3 separate regions of the Rattus norvegicus genome follow, and all the other regions are linked to region 2. A link is a contact called in public Hi-C data. All regions are on one chromosome and are shown on one strand. Each heading gives the region's core, a stretch centred on a gene start, on an enhancer-like site or on the middle of the called end of the contact. The rest is flanking DNA. Distances are from core to core; before and after follow the strand shown.

Region 1 (3,186 bases), core at 456-2,955, 170 kb before region 2:
GTTTCTTGGCTTGAAGGGGAGAATTGATCAGTAGCTAGTAAGTCAAAGGTTAATAACTGGGCCTGATCATTTCTCTTATCAGACACATGATAGATGATGTAGTGTCCTCTGGCTCCCAGTAAACATAGGAGCCTCTATTTTTCACTGCTTCTACTGAGGGCCAAGGAGTTAAGCTTTCCTCTCATAATTTTGCTGTGGGAAGGGCTGGAAGGAGGGCTGCATACTCCCAGCCCTTGCCTCAGAGGAGGGAGAAACAGAGGGTCCTGTGGAATGCAAGGCAGCCAGCAACATTACAAACGTAGACCCAACTGGTTTATGATAAAGGGCTGGCTACGGTAACAGTCAGTTCTCCTACTCTCGTGCCTTACCATTCCACAAGACCACATGCTAAGCTAATAAAAAAAAATGTCTCTCTCCAATTTGCTTTCAGCTATCCGGCTGATGTCCACAAACAGCTGCTAGGAAGTCAGCTACACCCAAGCCACTTAAGAATTTAGAAAACCGGTGTTGGTTTGCATCCAATCCCCATCTATTTAGTCACTCATAGTGTAAGCTACAATGGTTCAAGATGGTAATTTCTTCTAAAAGAATTACACGCAAAAGCACAAAGGAGAGTCTGTGTCTTCAAGCGGCATTTAAATGATGTGCATGACTCCTGCTGCCGGAGGAAACTGGTCCATCTCTCACTGTCTGTTTTAAAATGAGATTTGACTCAACCTGCTCTCTCTGGAAGAAACAATAATTTCTTTGTTAGCTAAGACCAGTGTAGTTCTTAAGCCAATGTGATTGGTTCATCATGGATACCGTCCAAAGCATATTCTGTGACATAGTCACAGATCAATTAAATTGGGAAACAGCAGTAATTATAATCACATAAAGTTAAGAGTATGAGGAAAAACAAGTAATTGAAAATAACAGTGACGTAAGATGCCATTAGTGTAGGCTTCAAAATAAATAAATAAAACCATATAGTCAAAGTGGATAGCAAATAAATTTCCCCTAAATATGCCAGAGAACAAACCACCTCACATTTGGATTATTTCTGTCCATCCATCTTTGGTTCCAACTGACATTCGGTTTACTAAATGCACATGGTCACCCAAAGAAGTAAACAGGAATTGCGTTGGCTGCATACAGTCGACACCAGCACTCAACAAATAATGACATCACTGTATTTACACAATTGAGGGTATTTACAGTAGAAGAGAAATTGTTATGTCAGGGGAGGTTTCCTTTTGATAGAAACTTTAGCTCCAAATAGTTAATCCGAGTATCTGCGAGAACTTTTTTTTTCTTTCCATTCTGTTTGTGTTTGGTTTGGGGTAATATTTTAAAACTTCTCCAGTACCTGATGAGAGCCACAGAAATGGTATGTTTGTCTAACTCTCCATAAAGTTGCCTCAAGACTACAAGTACCCCGCTAGCCTCAGCCAGCCACACACAGACTTGCGCCCAGGCCATTTCTCACCTCCAATCAGGACCATACAAAGAGCAGTCTCAGTTATCAACTCCACAAAAACTTGCCTAAGCGCTGCCCCCTTCCCGCCCCGCCCGACGCGCGCGCGCGCGGCCGGCGGTGCCGCTCCGTACCTGCTGAGCGGATGGCCGGCCCGGGACGCGCAGCGTGGCTCCGCGCCCTGCGGTTGCGAGCGCGCGTGCGAGTGGTAGGCGGTCAGCACCACGCCGCCCGAGTCCTCCACCTCCATCCTCAGCGGCGCATGTCCCCGCGCCGACCCAGAACAAAGACCCGGACCAACGAGGACCAGCTCCGGGAACGGGTCAGCGGCCCCGAGCGTCCGGCGCCCCAAGGCTCTGAGGCTAGGACGGCCCCTCCCGCCCGAGGGCCACGCCCACAGAGTACAGCGGCAGATTAGCATACACTGAGGGCCACGCCCACAAAACAAGGCACACAGATTAGCATAACTAAGAGCCACGCCCACAGAGTACAGTGGACAGATTAGCATACACTGAGGGCCACGCCCACGGATCCCTGCTTTTAGGAAACTGGAAACCTGCCTGGCGCTTGTGGCTCCAGCCAGCTGCTCTAGTAAAGTTTGTGTTTTTCTTCCTTTGTTTCTCTTTTCCTCTTCTCAACCTCCTCCTCGCCCCCTTCAAACGGGAGGCTTATCCCATGGCTAGGAACATTTCCTGCCTGGCAGTCAGAAGTGAGACAGAAACCATGCCTTAGGCAAAGGGAGAGAGGCTAGGTCTGGAATGGGTGCTCAGGGGAAGAAAAGAGGAAAATGTGACACTCTCATTTAAACATCCGAATCAGAAATTGAAGAACTGGGTGGCACCGACGTTTGCTAGTCGGTGAATCTGATTTCCCTTCTGCCCAAGACATCCCTCTGCACGTGCAAGACTGAGCTTCCTTTCCATACCCTCAAGACTGCAACAACCAGACTCTTACCTCATTCCTAACATCCCTTTCCTCCACCCGGTCCTGATCCCTGACAGATACCGTTTCCAGACTGTCTGAAAACTACTCCTGATTGCCATGGGCTCAATGAATGGTATTTTTCAGGGGGGCTTTTTTAGGGGAGAAGTTATAAACACACACACACACACACACACACCACAAATGTATATAACATACCCGGACGTGCAATATAATCTTTCTCCTGCTTGTGTTTCTGGCTGGAACTGCTTTCAAAATTCTCTCCCCGGGTCCCCTGTGAAACCTCTTAGAGATCATCAAAGCTCCCTCCCCCACCTCTCACTCCCCCTGCCACTTTCTAGAAATTGCTCTTGCTTTGTTACAGGAACAATTTCATTCTGCTCTGTGATGAGGGCAGACTCCCCAGACCATGCATGCCCTGTGTGTTTCTTTGCTCTGGCATCCACTTGAGTGATTGCTACTAAGTCATGGTCTGTTTTTCCCCCCAAAGCCCAGAACCAGGAAACTTCTCAGAATGAAACACCAAGGAGAAATCTCGAGGGGAAAACCCATGGCTAACTCAAGATCAAATTACTGTTTTCCAGCAACTCGGTGTTTTCTGCTCCGCTGCAAGATGCTGGAATGACTGGTGCCCTTTTTTTTTAATACCCCAGAGCCCCTCTTGTTTCTCGTAGCACACACTCCAGAAAGGAAGGTGTACTGGAGACTTACATATCAACTTGACACAAGCTCGGGTCATCTGAAGGGAAGAGAGCCTCAAGTAAGAAAACGCCTCTGTGAGATCAGGC
Region 2 (2,747 bases), core at 138-2,637:
ATTAATGGGGAAAACACAAAAGAACTTACATACGAACCCTCGGCACAAATGGATTCTTAGAGACAGTGAAGGCTATTGCATTTCCAAAGATACAAGGAATTCATTGATTCAGCCATTCTTCCTCAGCCTGCAGACCTCCTGTTAAATGGCCCTTAGGATTCCAAGAAGCTTACAGAGCAAAAACCTCAAAATAGTCCTCCCCAGCCCCTCGATGTTAGCAAACCAACCCTCCCTTAATCACTCCTCCATATGACCAAATAATGCCTGTTGGGGTTGGGGATGGGTACTGATTTACCAGTTACAAGAAAAAAATAATTTACTTTTATACATATAGTTATCTGGAAACCCATTAAGTGGCGTCATGAAGAACGGTGACATATCAGATGAAATGATTCATACTTGCTGGAGGTCAAACTACGGAAATCGCACCAGATGCTTGATACGTGGTTACTAGCATGCCAGCTTACAGAGGTTCCCCAGCCCATCTGAGGGGCTCCACAGGTGTGGTACTCTAGGAAGGGACAGGCCAGGTGACAAAGTGAAGTCCTTGCTACTTCTCTTTACTTGCTTACCACAGACTTTAGTCAGCTAGACCTTGATGACTCCAAGGTGACGTGAAATATCTACACACTTTTCATGACCAGGAAGTAGGATCAACTCAGAAGTCTCCTTTCCCTCAAACCCATCAGGGTTCTCGGAGGAAGAGACACAAAATACCCTTATCGAAATGCTTTCCCAGAAGATGTGCTGTAACAGTGGAGAGGCCTTGACAAGGTGGTATCCCTGCCTGCTGGACCCTGGGGATGAGTAACTTTTCCTGGGAAATGAAATGTAGAGAGGCAGGAAATCCAAGGGCATTGAGCAGAGAGCCCATGTTGACTTAGATGTGTTTCTAGGCTGAAGAAACTAAAGGAGAAGAGACAGCCCAAAGCCAGGATTGTCTTGCCGAGGAGCTGGGCTGGTTGGTGGTGGTGGTGGTGGTGGTGGTGGTGGTGGTCATCAGGACTTCACTAAGGGAACCTCAAAGGTTTGTTTGTGGTTCCATCACTTGACTGACATCTGATTGGTTGACATTCATTGGCTGATCATCTGGCATCAGAGGTTGCTTGCCATTCACTGACTGGCATCTGCTCACCAATAGGACTGATAGCTTACTAACATTTTCCCATGGTACCGGGGGCAAGGAGCCCTTATGCACTAATTCTGATTCAACAACACAGCTGGAGTTACTTTTGACTTAATTTACCTACTATGTGTAGATGACATTTTATTAAACTCGTGTGTGCAAAAGCGCTGGAGAAACCCACCTTCTCAGCCTCACTCCCTGTGCGAGCTCTGCCTCCAGCCCCTTCAATGCTTAGGCACGATTTCCTCCTCTGAGTCATACATAATGAAGTGTTTGCTGAAAGAGACCATGTAGCTCCCAGATGTGTCTAACTCTGAAAATATCTTAACTGGTATGCCGGAATTTTTTCCAACAGAAAGCTAAAAGCCCCACGTTTATCTAATATCTTCAAAGAGAGTACTGTGCAGCTATAAGAGATTACAATGAAAGAGTGTGGCTTCTGACCCGGAGGGTTGACAGCTTAGGAGAGGCTTCATAGTCCGTCACAGGGAAATGATACAAAGTGTGTTGCCAAGAAGGAGAAACTTGAACGTGACATCATCAGGACAGCCTCCCGCTCACAGCCCTTCAGTGTCATGTCGGTAATTGTCTTTCCTGGAACACACCATTGTGCCTTCACGCTTTGAAGATTAACGTTCACCAGGAAGGAAAGTTTTAAACATCATCTAATTCTGAGCGTCCAGTGCCCGCTCTAACAGAGGCCTCTCTCCTTATCGAGCGTCCCCGTGCTTGAGTGCTGACATCACTTTTCTTTCTCCTGCTTTTTTCTTCAAGCTGTTTTGCCAGGTGTGAGTTCTGAAGGCAAAATCAGAGAGTGAAAGCCATTGCATAGAAAGAAAACAGAGCAAAGAGCTACATCCTCCCGGCAACCCCTCAGTTGTGCGTTCACACCCACAAGCACAGCACAGAATTGTATAGAACCGACAGTTACGACCCATGGTGTCACATCCACAATTATAATCTTCCTAAAACTTTGACCATCAAGAACTATTCTTATTCACTGGGAGGGAAAACATGATCAGATTTTGTGTGTGTGTGTGTGTGTGTGTGTGTGTGTGTGTGTGTATGTGTGTGTGTGTGTGTGTGTGTGTGTTTTGCTTATTTTATTTACTGTGATCCGTGTATGGGGATGGATGCCTTTGAGAATAGGGGAAATTGGGAGAATTCTATGCAAGTCGTTTATGAAGTCCCTTCTACATACAAGAGGCTCCTCTGACAGACATTCCCTGGTCACTGTGCCCTCTAAAGGAGGAGGAGCTCTTGACGCTTTGACAGATATGGCAGGGAAACTGAGGTCTGGCACAGAACATTCCCTCAGATCCTGGAACTAACTAGAAATACAAACCAAGTGTCACAGTCAGGCCTGTGGGATTCCCGGACACAAGGTGGCTTATTCTGAGGCTTGCCTGTTGCTTCCTGCTCATGTGGCCTTCAGCATCCGATAGATCCCTGGCCTGGATGGCGAGCAGTAGCTTCCATGGTCCTTCAAGGCCAAGGACGGGGCAGGTATAGAGCACCCACAAAGACTCCACTCTTCTCCATTCTTTTGACAAAGTCAACATCTTGCCGCATCTGCATTTTTCTGCCAGTTCACTGCCATCTAGTGGTTATGTTGATGTCT
Region 3 (3,168 bases), core at 470-2,969, 200 kb before region 2:
ACTCCGGATCAGCCATGACCTCTCAGATTCGTCAGGATTATTCCACCGAAGTGGAAGCCGCGGTGAACTGCCTGGTCAGCTTGCACCTGCGGGCCTCCTACACCTCCCTCTCCCTGGGCTTCTTTTCTGATGGGGATGATGTGGCTTTGGAGGGCATAGGCCACTTCTTCCCCAAATTGGCTGAGGAGAAGGCGAGGGCACCGAGGGTCTCCCCAAGTTGCAGAATGATTGTGGGGGCCGTGCTCTTCCAGGATGTGCAGAAATCATCTCAAGATGTATGGGGTAAAACCCAGGAGGCTAGGGAGGCTGCCTTGGCCCTGGAGAAGAACCTGAACCAGGCCCTCTTGGATCTGCATGCCCTGGGTTCTGCCCCACCGGCCCTCATCTCTGTGACTTCCTGGAAAGCCACTTCCTGGATAAGGAGGTGAAGCTCATCACGAAGATGGGCAACCGCCTGGGCCAACAACCAGAGGCTGGCAGGGCTACAATAGGTGTGCCCCAGCATCTCTGGGCGAGCATCTCTTTGAGTGCCTCACTCTCAAGCATGACTAGGAGGCCTCTGAGCCTTCCAAAGGGTTCCCTCCTCTGCTCTGCACCGGCCGCCTCAGGACCTTCACCAGAATGAACCTCTCAAGCTACTAGGCAGCTCTGTAACCGCCCTGGAGCTCTCCCAAGCCTTGGACCAAGTAAAAATAAAGCTTTCTGAAACAAAAAAAAAAAAAAAAAAAGAGGAGAGGGGGAGGGGGAGGGGGAGGGGGTATAAGCAAAATATCCACTTAACTAAGAACAACTTTAAAACAGCAGTCTCGACTTAGACTTCAGACTGAAGTTACACGTTACGTTCTTCAAACCTTGGTCAGCCATGGGACAAACTTAAATTTTGCTCAATTATAAGCGGTCATCATGACATTGAAGCATGAATCATAAATTTAAACACAAAACAGACTCGCTACCATCCTGCCCTCACAGAACACTGTTCTTGCTGTGGTCCTGCATTTGATGAGACCGGAAGACCTAAATAGACTACAGCCCCCAGACCCAATGCGTGTTCCAAAGGGCCAATTTCACAGAGTTTGTTTTTAGGCAAGAAGAATGGCCCTCCTCCATCTCGTGGTCATGTGCTTGGTCATGTGTAAGGCTTTAATGACTGTGATATTATATACAAGGCAATGGGAAATGTTCACATTCTCTTCCAAGGATTCCTTACAACTTCAGACTGGGTGTCTAGATGCCACAAGCTCCCTTATTTCTCTGTTCCGCTTCCCAGTCCCAGTCTGCACCCAGAGCAATGACAACTGGCACCTCTGTAAGAGCAAAAGCTGTTGATCTGTTAGGAGAGATGGAAAGTCTCTGTGCCACATCACCTGAAACCTTTGCAGATGTCGCCTATAACAAAATTAACTGCATTGGTGGTAGGCGTGGTGGACACACCTTTAATCTCAGCACCTAGGGGGCAGAGGCTGCCAATCTGTGAGGCTGAGACCGGTCTGGTCTAAGGATCAAATCCCAGGCTGGTCAGAGTTACATGGTAAGACCTGCCTTATAACAAACAAACAAGCATTGTCAACGAGCCCCAAACTAAATGAAAAGAATGATTATAAGCACATAAAGTTGTTGTGGGTTTTTTTGTTTAAGTCACCTGGCCCTATGACACTGACCTAATTTCTCACAGGCTTAACTTCTGCATTCCTAAACTGTGACCATGTTGCAGGGCTAAGAGGAACAAGGGACTTCTTTGTTATGAGTCTACACTCCCTGAGAGGAGGAAAATCCTGTCATGTCACCACACCATAATTCCAGTCTAAGAGCTGACCTTGAGAAATTTCTAGAACCGATTCTATTTCTAGAATCCCCTTCCATAATCCTCCTCATACGGAGGCTCACACAGGGTTGAACAATTGCTGCTTTTGCTGAGCCTGGGATCTTTACAACACTGCACAGTCTCGATTTTCCTAAAGCCACACATGACCTCCAGTGTAGGCAGCACAATCTGAGGGGACCAAGCTTGAGACCAGGACCAATAGGACCAAGAAGGGGTTGGTGAGCAATGGATGGAGTTGAGCATCAGTGCTCTGTCAACAGTGAGACGCCCGTGGTGGAATCTGCAAGGGCAGGGAGCTGTGTCTCCCTTAGCAGCTTAGAGGCAGCCCTGAAGACTTCACAGTAGCCTTATGCTCTGCTGAGGCAATCCCATACATTGTGATCCTATAACTCGAAGAAGAGGCTGCCATCTGGCTACCCGCATGGTCTTTCTCTAAGACCAGTAATGAGGATTAATCCAAACCACGGCTGAGCAGAAATGTTATTAGTCTACCAAGGGTGAATGGGCATCGGCCAATTTGTAGAGCAAGCTAAAATTAAATTCTTAATACAATCTCATGTCAATGAAAGGCGTATAATAAAGAATGGCCACCCTGGAAATTAATCTGTTTAATACTTAAATATAATCAAATTGGTCTGTTCTCCAAATATAGCTCTCTTTCCTTTCTAATTAAACACTCATTTATGAAGTTGGATTTTCAAGATGCCTGGGTTTGGTTTTTTTGTTTTTTGTTTTTTTTTTTTCTTTTAGCTCTGTAGGCAAGACTTCAAAAATGGAAGGAGTTTGCTTCTTCTTGTAATAAGAAAATTTGCTTCTTGTCTTAGAAATTGGCTGTTATGTTCATAACCTTAGGAAACTTCAAGGACAGAAAAATCAAACTAACATCAGAAAAGAAAATTACAGGGTAAATGTTGTGATTTGCAAAATTACAAGAGTCGGCGCTATTGTATTTTGAGATTTAAGATGCTGTCGGGGGCAGGGCTCCAAGTCCCCTGAGTAGTCAGAGCGCCCGCTAAGGAACCAGTTTGTGTTTGCCCAGGAACAGAAGGACATTTCTTCTCCCCAACCCAGTGGACACAGAGCATCCTGCTTCTCTCTGTTCTGGTGGCAACGATTTTATTTTTGCGCAGTTTCTGTAGCTGTCAAGTTCCAGTCTTTAAAATTACGTTATCTGATTTTTCTCTGAGTCACCCCAAATCAGAGCCCTCAATTAGATGTTACCCTTTGGGCAGGAGACAGATCATCTCAGGCTGGATCGCTTCACAGTGAGGTCACCCAAACTCCACAGTCAGCCCCAGAAACAAAAGCAATTTCCTTTCTCTTTCACTTCCTGGGGACTTTTTAAT

The links. Hi-C and Micro-C count contacts between places; a contact is called where the count stands out from the background.
Region 1: a Hi-C map of Schwann cells shows a contact between it and region 2, with 5 times the contacts expected there. The contact joins the promoter of Arhgap28 here to the enhancer-like site in region 2. A contact is called at or near these places in 2 of 12 Hi-C or Micro-C datasets (Schwann cells and mammary epithelial cells).
Region 3: a Hi-C map of Schwann cells shows a contact between it and region 2, with 5 times the contacts expected there. The contact joins two enhancer-like sites. A contact is called at or near these places in 2 of 12 Hi-C or Micro-C datasets (Schwann cells and mammary epithelial cells).

What each region holds. Positions count from the first base shown.
Region 1 is chr9:115,442,959-115,446,144 of GRCr8, forward strand. It overlaps Arhgap28 (Rho GTPase activating protein 28), which reads right to left and starts at 1,706. Exons shown (of 18, transcript NM_001191815.1): 1 at 1,591-1,706. The coding sequence starts at 1,706.
Region 2 is chr9:115,616,319-115,619,065 of GRCr8, forward strand. No RefSeq gene overlaps it. Among named protein-coding and RNA genes, the nearest start is that of L3mbtl4, 120 kb to the right of the region's middle. Within about 2 kb of position 1,388, at least 6 of the 93 cell types and tissues checked have an H3K27ac peak or open chromatin away from gene starts, as enhancers often do. A contact at or near this core is called in Schwann cells, where this site is marked.
Region 3 is chr9:115,414,587-115,417,754 of GRCr8, forward strand. The region is part of intron 1 of Arhgap28 (Rho GTPase activating protein 28); the gene reads right to left. Among named protein-coding and RNA genes, the nearest start is that of Arhgap28, 28 kb to the right of the region's middle. Within about 2 kb of position 1,720, at least 1 of the 93 cell types and tissues checked has an H3K27ac peak or open chromatin away from gene starts, as enhancers often do. A contact at or near this core is called in Schwann cells, where this site is marked.